Linked DNA regions of Mus musculus: region 1 is linked to region 2. Evidence: chromatin contacts called from public HiChIP or PLAC-seq data. All regions are on one chromosome and are shown on one strand. The core of a region is the stretch at or near the end of the contact, and the rest is flanking DNA. Distances in the headings are between cores, read along the strand shown.

Region 1 (5,623 bases), core at 1,008-3,507, 46 kb after region 2:
TGTGCCAATCTGAAAATCAAAATTTACCATCACATAGCCTGTATAAATTTTCCAGATTAGACTACTGTAATTTGAATTATCTTAAGAAAAAATAATGATCAAGAAAAGGATTATTTACAGAAAGAAGCTCTGCTCATGGAAGAAAAGAGCTGATGATATCAATTTGAAGAAATTTAAAGCTCAACCTAGTTCAAAGGTCGGGAAACTGCAGCTAATAGGTGCAGAACAGGCTCCCCCGTTTTTGTGAAGATATATATGAACACAGAAAGTGTTCCTTTTCTGTGTAATAAGCAGCAGACAGAGCCCTCAAAGCCTACAAAGCCAGCAATCATATTGTCTGTCCCTTTATAGAAGAAATCTGACCATCTTGCGTTTGATTCCTTTGTATCTCTCATAGGAGTTGAACAATGTATTTTAGTATGCTGACTCCAAAATTCCAAATTTGAAAGGTTGGGGAGATGTCAATTATAATTTTGTTTTATGAGGCCTGAAAGTTTAAGTCAGCAAATGTCACATCACTAAGAAGGCCTTTGTTATTCACCAAATATCAGAATTGCTTTCAAAGAATTTACCACCATTAGATACTCTTATATAGTTATAGCCGCTCTGTTCCTTTAACACAAGTGCACATGAATTTCATCAGTTCTGTTTATCACTGTTTTTAGCCTTCCCTTGAATAAAGTGAATGTTCAATAACACTTAATGAAATGATGGATGATGGATAGATGGATGGATGGATCCATAGATCCATAGATGGAGGGGAAACTGGAAGACTAATATGGCCAAAATACATTGATTACCCTTAAAATTACCAAAGAATAAATTAAAAATATTGTATAAGTCAAAGTTCCCATGTCCAAAGGAAACCCAATATTGACAAGATCAGGGAATGCCACAAGGAGTGGGGCATTGCTTGTTTCCACTCATCATGAGTTATTAGCAGATTTTAAGTGAATTAGTAATTTCTTGATTCTTCTCCCAAACACTAGACCTCACCGTCCTCTTAAAGGCAAAGCCTGTCAATGGCCAGGCAGAGGGATAGATGGGAGGATGAGAGATTTTTAAAAGATTACATCATGTTTTGCTTATGAATACCAAAATAAGAAGAAAGCTAGAAAAGAATGTGAAACCTTTCTCCTTAGGAGAAAAAAGAGCATGAATGTCTCATGAAATTTTTTATTATGCTTTGTTATAAATCAAAACTACCTCCACAGGATACAGAGATCTTTTCTGTCTCCCCAAGAAACAGTCAGTAAAGTTGTCATTACTCATTATTCCTTTCTTACAATGGATTTGTTTTGGGGGATGTGATACAAGTTTCTGCTTCAAGGTGGGTGTAGGGTCAAGAGCAGAGATTACTCACAGTGCCCGGCTCTGCTGAGTTACAAGAATAGCCTATTGTATTCCGCAGCCCCGGAGTCCTTATCTCTGCTTAAAGAGAACAGAAAATGTGCAACCTTGAAATACAGAGGCCCATTCACTTTTGTAGGTGAAACCAAAAGAGCCTTGTACTGTTTTAGAAATAAATGAAGTCCCAGTTGGCTAGCGGATACCAAGGGAAGACAACAGCCTATTGAAAGGTAAATTCATCCTTTGTACAAATAACCAAACTTGAATACCAAAACTAGTTCGGAACTCACACACCCATTTAAGATGACTCTAAGCTTGGTGTAGTATGTCTCATTCCTTCAGCTGAAAGGTCTAATTGTCTTTGAGACAGCCTATATCTATGATCCTAGAGCCCCGTGTTTTACGTTGTTTCCACTACAGTTCCCTCTCCAGACAGATCCACTCTTCCTGATTAGTGTAGCCTTCAATAAGAAAAGACAATCAATTCTCCGATTCATCACCTAGAATGAATCTCCTCTCTGGAGATTCTGGCTTTAATCATCTCCAGACCCTGCTCTTCCCCACGGCCCCGGCAGTCACAGCACTCCTTTGCTGCCGCATCTTTCCCTGTGGGTAACTTTGTGCTGGTTTGAACCTCTGGGAAAGTCAAATCTACAGGCATGCCTTTCCCCTTTAGAGACTGCCCCCAAAATAAATACAGAGATCTACTTTCCCTCTCAGCCTGCATTCCACAGGCTTTGCTTCTGTTTACACTCGGGAAACTGTTTCCGGGATTTGTCTGGAATAGGCCAGTGTTTGCTCCACGGTTTCAGTAGTCACCTTGTCTCCCTCACGTCAGATAGGCAGGTCAGTCTGGACTCTTAGGTTCTTGAGAGAGTGGAGTGGAAACTTGGCAGAGTACGTACCTGACCGTTGAAAAGAATTGAGACACACCAAACAAGGATGAAAGGGGAAAAGCTTAACGTATTCCACTGTGCCAGGTTAACCTTTGTTCATGGTTTGGCATGTGCCTTGTATGCCTTTCCTACTACGTATGAGGAGAGAAGGAAATGGGAGTGGTTCCAAGGCCAGCCAGGGCGACAATAAAGATAAACACCCGCACACGGCTCACAATTGGACTGTATAATGTGGCAGTGAATGGGGTCACTAGGGAAGAAGCGTGTGATGTCACAGCACAGGTGGGGATGCCAGGCCTTCAGAACGCGTTCATGGCTATGTCCATGGTGTACCCTCTGTCTTCTCTAAGTGCGCTGCCGATCTTTCTATGCCAGGCCTCCACCCCAGATCCCAAAGGCATTTCTTCACACAAACAAATCTCCCTCCTGGCAAGCCTTTGTTTTTACACAATAATTCCTCATGAGGTAGAAAACTAAAGAGGGGCTGGTCTCCTCCCTTTTCTTCTTGGGGTCGTCAGTTCTTTTTTGCTTTATTTTGTTTAATGTTTGTGAGTGTTTGCCTTTCATGCGTACATGCTCACTGTGACTGTGCCTGGTGCCTGCAGAGACCAGTAGAGGGTCCCCTGGAACTGTCTATATAGACAGTCCTGAACTACCATGTGGATGTTGGGAACCAAACTTGGGACCTCTTGCAAGAGCAGCAAGGGCTCTTACTTGCTGAGTTCTCTCTTCAGCTCCAAGTCACTTGTTCCTATTGGCCCTGCCAACTCCTTCACCTCTTGCCCTAAGAAACCCAAGAAAACCTAGGTGTAAAAGCAACTTAACTTTTATTCCCCTGTTATAGCTGTTGTCTGGGAGGCTTACTGCCTCCATCTGCTAATCTAGGCCTAGAATGGTTTCAGCCTCTGAGACTTGCTGCAGAGTAAGGTTCCCCTTTCTGGTTCTTTCTGAACTCTGGCTGGCTGGTTCAACTCAGCTGTTCTGGCTCAAACTCCCCTCCCAGCTGACTGATTTAAACTGGCTTCTCTCTTGGCCTTTGAATTGCCTCAAACTAACTTTTCTCATCATCTGTCTCCTTCTCATTCTCTGGTTCATTCTGTCTTTACCTGTGCCTAGCTTGTTCTCTGTAAAACTCTACCCTGCAAATCCGCCTCCTCCTCCCTCTCTGTACTGCGCCACTCCTCTCTCAACGCTACTGCTCTCCACCAACTCTACTGTATTCCTTCACTGTACTCTCTTCTTCCTCTACTGTCTCTCCCTTAAGTAGCTTCCTGTCTCGTGAAAGTCGGACCTACCTCCGCATTCTGTCAGATCTTTCTCTGATTCACTTTCAAACATGGGTGCTTCCTTCTACAAACTAGCTTGACTTTCATTGTTTGGGATCAAAGGTAAGTGCTAAGGGCTGAGCCACACCCTAACTAGAAACAGGTTCAAGTATCCTGTAACAGCCAGGGATCGGAGGAAGAAGAGTGTGAGAGGTTGATATTCTGAGCACTAGGCCAGAATTGGGTGGAAACAGGGAAGTGGAATCCAGCCAGAGAGCATACCTGGGCAGCCACAACAAAAGGGTGACATTAAAGACAGAACAGACAATTCTTGGGCTAAGGCTTAGGGAACACAGTGGATGAGGAGAAAAATCAGTTCCAAATGACTTAGGAACCCAGATGCCTCACCCTAGGTTTCCCACAAAAAGCAACAGCTGGGATAAGGCACGATGCTGCATATTAGATGGACAAATTGGTACAAATTGGGCTCCTTGTGTGTCATCAGGGAGAAGAAAGGATTGTGGGTCAAATTGCAATGCCCAAATCAAAAATGCTTATCAAGTGGATAACAGGAAAGAAAGAGGAAGAGACAAATCTAGACAACAATGTAGGTGGGAAAATGAGCTTTAACTCTGTACTATATTCTCTCTCTCTCTCTCTCTCTCTCTCTCTCTCTCTCACACACACACACACACACACACACATCTTTTCTACTTTCTCATCTTTTCTACCTGAGCCAACAGCTACTCCATCAGAGAGTCACAGAAGATAGGACGAATGTGTCTGACCAGAAACACCTGCTTACCAGAGCGTTGTGAGCAGCCACGCATTCTATATGAACAACTTAGATGATGGCCCGTGAACCTAAGAACGTCTCTGCAAGATGCCATGGGATGCTGAGTATTTGTGTAGACATAACCCATCGTGTACCTCAGAAGAGCACGGTCGATTCCTGCCTTCCTATGAATATTCATCACACATTCTCTACTTCCTTTGTCCTAAGCTCTTTGACTACATACTTGGTTTCTCTTAATTTCTAGGAGGCTTTCTTGGTAGGTTGGCTGGTAGAGACTGGGTCTCATGTAGTGGAGAACTATCTTGAACTCTTGATTTACAAAGCCTGCGCCACCATGCCTGACTAGGAGAGTTGTTCTCACGTAATGCAAACAACCATAACTCTCTGACAGAAAGACTTTCATTTTGATTCTCATTTGTCTTTGTTTTTTAAGACAAACTTCCTCTGTGTCCCCCTGGCTGTCCTGAAACTCACTCTGCAGAGCAGGAATGGTCTGGACTCATATCATATCCTCTTGCCTCTGCCTCCCAAGTGCCAGTATTGAAGATGTGTGCCACCACTGCCTGACTTCATTCTGATTCTTGAGACACAGAAAACAAAGAGCTATCACATCTCCAGACCACTTTGACATGACTCGGATGTCTGTGACTAGATAGAAAGAGATGGAGCTAAGCCAGAGCAATTCACAGAGAGAAAGAAAAGAAGACACTGCAGATGCCAGGACATAGAGTCAGGAGCAACCACTTTGAGGAAGAAGGCTGCCACACAAAGAAGCATCGAAAGCCAGTCATAATGACAACTCTCCATTGTATCATCAGTGTATCCCAGGAGGTGAAGTTAGCAAGGCAAGCAGTACACCTGGAATTCTCTGAAGTTGTGAAATGTACAGGGCTAAGGCCCGATGGAAAACAAAGGAAGAAGAGTTCAAACAGAGAGCACAGAAGACAGGAGCCAGGTATGGATTCATTTGGGAACCCTGGACTGCTTCAGATTATAAATCTCTTGAAGCAAAAGCAGGGAGCTAAGCATGTAGACACTGTAAGTGGAAAAGTAAGAAGAAGCAAAGCTTGACAGTCGTGAGTTATGGCTCAAGTTTAAAACGAAATGTAAGCAGTTTGGACTGAATAGCATGGCTGAACTGAACCTCTCAGACAAAACTTCGGAGTCTAACTGCTCCATCCCTGATAAACGTCAAAATGAGAAAGGCAAACACGTCCATCAATGCTCTAGGGTGACCCAGGTATCTCCTGGCCTCATTTACAGATTTGGGGTAATTATTCTCAACAATAAAAACATCCCAGATTCCAGGAAACCTC
Region 2 (5,718 bases), core at 2,207-4,706:
CAGCAATCATTCCCATTAGACACTTGATTTAGCCTCACAGCCGGATTTTATTAACCAGATAGTGGTTATTATATACAAAATAGGCATGACTTTGGTTTGCAACATAATCACTAAGTCATGCATTGTCCTACATGTGAATGTTCACTGTTCAGAAATACCTATAATTCTTTTTTTAAAAAACCAAAATTATATTTATGAACTAAATATTACAAAGATGACCAGATATACCTTCATGTTTATTTTAGCCAAAGAAAATAATATTATATAACTAAGCAGTGTATATATTCGAGCTTGAAACTGCTTGGTAATGACAAGTAGGTGATTATGCAGGAAATAAACAAAACAATATTCATTTTAAAAGCTCGTCACATTCACAACAAAAAGTGTATTTGAAGATTACTGGTGGAGAGGAAGGGAATGGTGTTCGAGGAGAGATACGTGGTTTGACAAGAGAAAATACAAAACGGTTTGACAAGAGAAGATACAAGCCGGGCGTGGTGACACAGGCTAGCCTATGCCTGTCCCAAGAACAAAGCTTTAATCTGCACTCATCATGGTGATAAGTGATTGATGGTGATTGACTTAGATGTCAGGATATGATCATCTGTGCCTAGGGAAGTGGTTCTCAACCTTCGTCATGCTGCGACTCATTAATACAGATCCTCATGGTCTCTAGCCGGAAGATATTTCATTGCTACTTCATAACTAATTTTGCTAATGTTACAAATCATAATGTAAATATGTAATATGCGGCCCCAAGGTCACGACCCACAGTTTGAGAAGCACCGGTCTAGGGGGATCTGTGTGATGTATCTTGCTGGGTAGAAGATAGGGGGCTTTTTCTAAATGTTCCTTCATCTAATTTCACTATATAGAAAGATCCACTCAGAGTCGCCTTTAACTTATCCTATGATGTCATACCTGTGACTCAAACAGCTGCCACATGATGTTAAGAAAGACAGCTCTAAGTACATTGATTTACTGTAAATGATGAGAATGTTCTGGAAAGAGCCTGAATTCATGCTGAGGTAGCCAATCTTGAAATATCCTGCCTCTGTGTTTTGAGTCCAAGTAAGAGGGGCTAATAACTGGCCCCATTAATTTAAGCTTCTAACTAGCATGGTTATTTTTCTTTTAGGAACAAAATATAACTAGGCAATTGTTGTTTGTGCTTTCATAAACAAGCTATTAATCAATTTGTAAAAACATTTTTAGTTAGAGGCCGTTGAAGGTGATGAGACAATTGATAATTGATACTATATAGTGCACAAGGCCTAGCCAAGTCTTCTTTTCTTTAACTGTGTTGCAAGCCAGTGAGATGCGGCAACCAGTAAAGGCACTTGTTACACAAATACTGCAGTCTAAATTAACCCACTGAACTTAGGCAGAGGAGGAAGGGGAGACTAAGTTGACCTGTTTTACTTTTTCAATTTTCCAAGGTAAGGATTCCCTGTGTAGCCTGGCTGCCCTAGAACTCCATAAACCAGACTGGCCTTGAACTCAGAGATCTGGCCACACCCAGTTGATTTTTTTTTTTCTTTTTTGGTTTTCCAAGACAGGATTTCTCTGTATACCTCTGGCTGGCTGTCCTGGAACTCACTCTGTAGACCAGGTCTGACTCGAACTCAGAAATCAGCCTGCCTCTGCCTCCCAAGTGCTGGGATTAAAGGCGTGTGCCACCACTGCCCAGCTGATCATATTTTTAAAGACTCCCCTGCTCAAAAATTAAGTATGGGGAGCAATGAAATAAACCATTTTGGACCCGAAGAATGAATATTAGAACATGAAGCAGTTTTAAAACAAACCAGAAATGAAAGCACACAAACACATGGCTCCTGGCTCTGGTTCATCATCTTCCTGAGAGACTGACCAATCCAATAGTGAATCTTGGCCTTAGTTTGACTTGGTCTTGACTTTAGTTACAGAGGGTGTAATTTTCTGGAGAATTGCTCAATATAAAATTCCCTGATGTCATAATATGTCCATATTTGAAACTGTGGCCATTTTAAGGATTATTTTTTTTTCTTTTAGGTACAAAGTAGTTGACAGAAATGGTTTTATAAAATAAATAAGGCTCCTCTTGGAATAAAGATGCTAAACTCTTTAGATCATGTGGCTCTAACCACTTATTCATAATATAAAAAGTAAAAGTGGACCGGGCGGTGGTGGCCGCACACCTTTAATCCCAGCACTTGGGGAGGCAGAGGCAGGCGGATCTCTGAGTTCGAGGCCAGCCTGGGTCTACAGATCGAGTTCCAGGACAGCCAGGGCTATACAGAGAGAAACCCTGTTTCAAAAAACAAAAGCAAAACACAAACAAAGTAAAAATGGAAATCACTTCATGGGGAAAAAAAAAAAAGAGAATACTCTTAAGTTGCGACAAAATAGCATGGACAAATTGAGATGTTAAAAACGATTAAAAAACTTTTATCGACAGTGTGGTTATTCAATGTGTACTGCTAGAGAAGAGGACATTCATAAGTATCTGAAATATTCTGGCATATTTTATAGTTAAACCAAGACTTAGAAGACTTAGAAACCAATCCGGGGGTGGGAGGGCATATCTGGACCACAACTTCATTTCTTATCGGTGGCTAGTCTCACTGTAGACCAGGCTGACTGAAACTTACAGACCCACCTCACTCTGCCTCAGAGGGCTAGGATTACAGGAGTGCCCCTGCATCTGGCCTTTCTTCTCAGTTTGAGGTTGTGATGAGAGCAAGGGATAACAACTAGTGAGGGTGGGCAGGCACCATAAAAGGGCATTTGTCAGAATGCCCCCGCAGGGCACCAAGAGTGCCAACGCAGAAGTCTGCTTCCTGCTTCTGTGCCATCTCCCGAATGAGCACCTCTGCCCAGAAGCGACGGTGACATCGTGACTGACACTGAGCAATGCACCTGGACACCTTGTAGTTGGGCCAACTGGACTGGCCAGCACACCTCCACCGCACCACCACCACCATCTCCCTTGGGTTTCTTACCTTGATGAGTCAGTAGTCCTTAAATGAGATCTGGAGATGAGGTCCCAAAATTATACCGTCTTCAGAAGAAATCCGGAGACAGGTCCCGAAAGTGATACAGTCTAAAAATAATAGTTTAGAGGGTCTTAATTGGGTTCCGTTTCTCTGGCAGTTAAAGAAATTAAAGGCAGGAAATTTCAGAAGAGCAATAGAGAGAAGTAGGAGTTAAAGGCAAGCATCTACTTAGGGTGGGGAACACACTCACGCGTCAGACACACGGAGAAAAAGATTCTCTGTAAAGGTTGCTCGGGAAGCCGAAAACCCCAGTCTCTTCTCTCGAGTCCTGAGGTTTTAAAGCATTCGAAGAGTCTTCCTCCCCCACTTCAGGGTTGGTCAGTTTGCCGTTGATTGGTCCGAAACTATGAAACTGTGAAACTATGTGTGACATGTCCTCATCAGGTCTTGACCTTGTTGAGCCAGTCCCTCAGTAAGGATTCTCCCCTGGAAGCTTTTGTGTCAAAGTCAATAGGTGAGGAAGCTAGCCATTATCTAGCCACGGCCCTCTCCCTATCTGGTGCCTACCAGGAAGTCTGTCAAACTTTTACCCTAATAGACAACAATACCCAGCTTCTGGTAACAGGAAAGAAGATGGGCGGCCACAGACTTCACCTGGAGCAAAGCACTGCCCCAGGCTCACCCGAGGCCTGGGTCCTGCCCAAACTGTGGACACTGTGGGATCCTATTCTGCCCTACTCTGCCTCTCTAAGGTAGTTTTCCCAAGTTCCACGGGAAAATCTCTTAGACCGTCTGGGTCTGGTGGCTGAGGGCTGATTGCTGCCCACTGTGGTTAACTGAAGACTTAACGCTGCCCTGTGTGTGTGGCTGCAAAACTCGGTTCACCTCTGCTCACAACAGATCACCATACTGACTGTTCAGGTGGCAGTTAAATCTGTCATTCTTAATTGGCCCAGAGGCCATTTGGTCTATACTTCCTGCTCAAATTTACCCTCAGACCTCTGGGGTGATGTTGACTGCGTGTTTTATCAGATTGGGAGCAGCAATCTGATAAATCTTAGCCTCTCACCTCAGGGACACAGCTGCTTAGTCAGACCGTTTCCTAAGGCCTTGCCTTCTCAGGGACACAGCTGCTTAGTCAGACCGTTTCCTAAGGCCTTGCCTTTTCCAGAGCTCAGGTCTCCAGCTGAGACAGGCAAGCTCACAGACACGTTTGCCTCGCTGACAGGCTTCCTGCTGAGAAAGATAAACTCACAAAAACAGATTTCAGTGTGAGAGCAAACTCAAGCCATCGTGTTGTTACTCAAAACTTGCTCTCTGCTGTTCCTTTATTCAAAAGAGCTTACTTTTTTGTGACTTTGTTCACTAATCAAACACCTATGCCTCAAAGTATTAGAGTTTTCCAGATTTTAAAAAAAAAAAAAAAGTTTAAAGTTTATGCAACTTGCCAAGGTCTGAGGAAGGGATTCAAAGTATGTGAAAATGATTTAAGGTGCGTGAAAAATGAGACTTTCAAGATGGTATACGATGTGAAGACTTCAGGGTTCACTCAGTGGAGTTCTGATGAATCTAGCCCTGGTAAAACACTGGCTACTAAACTTTTTAAAAACATCATAGTCACAGGCCCAAAATTGTTAATTTTCTTTAGTTGTTTTCTAAATAAAGGCACTTATCATTGTGAAAAAAACACCTCTGTTCTTTTGTTCTCTTCCCTGACAAGAAATCTCTGTCTTATTACAGATAAATAAATGTTCATGCTCCTATTATGCTAATAACTTTTCAAGCTTTGTTTTGCTAAGGCTCAAAGGTCTATTCCAACTGTTTACAGATTTTTGTTAACTGCTTTGCTACAATGAGTACTTCCTTGCAGAACACAGACAGTGGTCATTCTATCTAAACCTTTAACCTCTTTTTATATGCTTAAAACAGTTCATGCAAACTTCAGGGCTTCCATCTGTCATTGCTCAGAAGATCCCTTGCCACTGGTAAGCCAATGTAATTGTTCTTTGTCTCTCTCTTTAGGTTCACTCAGCAAACCAGACCCTGTCCCCCACCCCCACTCATACCCCCACCCCCACCTCCACATCCACACCCACCCCATCCCAGCCTGCAACTCTGGAATTCCAGCTTTCCTAGCCTGCCAGGACAACCCTCTCCACCTAAGAAGCAGCTACGGAAGAGAGACACTACATCACCCTTTATCATCAACAAAAGGCTGGAACTATTAGTTCTCTCAGCTGTCCAAATATACAGAAATGAGCTCAAGCTGGACCACAGAAGGATTTCTGGAGGATAAATAAAAGCCACCATGCCTCCGGAACTTTTGAAAGCAGTTCCCATCGGCCAAAAGTTGTCCTTTCCCTTACTTCTGGCAGAAGTGACAGATGGCTCCATTGACATATACCTACGGCTGCATATCACAGCCCATGCTGGCCTCCAAACTTCCTCTGCTCCTACTCACAAGTACTTTTTACGAATTTCAAAGCTCTCTCACCCCCCCCCCACGTGTGTGTGTGTGTGTGTGTGTGTGTGTGTGTGTGTGTGTGTGTGTGTGGTGTGTCTGTGTCCTTGAGTCTTCATCTCCCACTATTTCCACTCATCTCCCTGCTCTCCAGCTTCCCTAGCCCTGGCCATGTCAAGTCTCCTGGCCATGTTCGGTCTACTTCTTTTTCCCTCTGCTATGAACTCCTCCAGATGCCTCTGGCTGTTTGTTCATTCTTTCTCTCTCTCTCTCTCTCTCTCT

Evidence for each region. HiChIP or PLAC-seq counts read pairs in DNA pulled down with a chosen protein or histone mark.
Region 1: an H3K27ac HiChIP or PLAC-seq map of extraembryonic endoderm stem cells shows a contact between it and region 2. The contact joins the enhancer-like site here to the promoter of Tfpi in region 2. A contact is called at or near these places in 1 of 39 promoter capture datasets (macrophages), 1 of 15 datasets of contacts at CTCF or cohesin (the NIH/3T3 cell line), 5 of 484 Hi-C or Micro-C datasets (the C2C12 cell line, CD4 T cells, the HPC-7 cell line and 1 more), 9 of 115 datasets of contacts at active chromatin or transcription factors (the HPC-7 cell line, bone marrow-derived macrophages, effector CD8 T cells and 5 more) and 3 of 9 other capture datasets (adipose tissue, embryonic stem cells and pancreatic islet).

What each region holds. Positions count from the first base shown.
Region 1 is chr2:84,517,519-84,523,141 of GRCm38.p6, forward strand. No RefSeq gene overlaps it. Among named protein-coding and RNA genes, the nearest start is that of Gm13710, 13 kb to the left of the region's middle. RefSeq lists an enhancer at 447-3,285. Within about 2 kb of position 2,258, at least 108 of the 459 cell types and tissues checked have an H3K27ac peak or open chromatin away from gene starts, as enhancers often do. A contact at or near this core is called in the NIH/3T3 cell line, adipose tissue, embryonic fibroblasts and 3 more, where this site is marked.
Region 2 is chr2:84,470,718-84,476,435 of GRCm38.p6, forward strand. It overlaps Tfpi (tissue factor pathway inhibitor), which reads right to left and starts at 3,457. Exons shown (of 9, transcript NM_011576.1): 1 at 3,226-3,457; 2 at 2,982-3,082.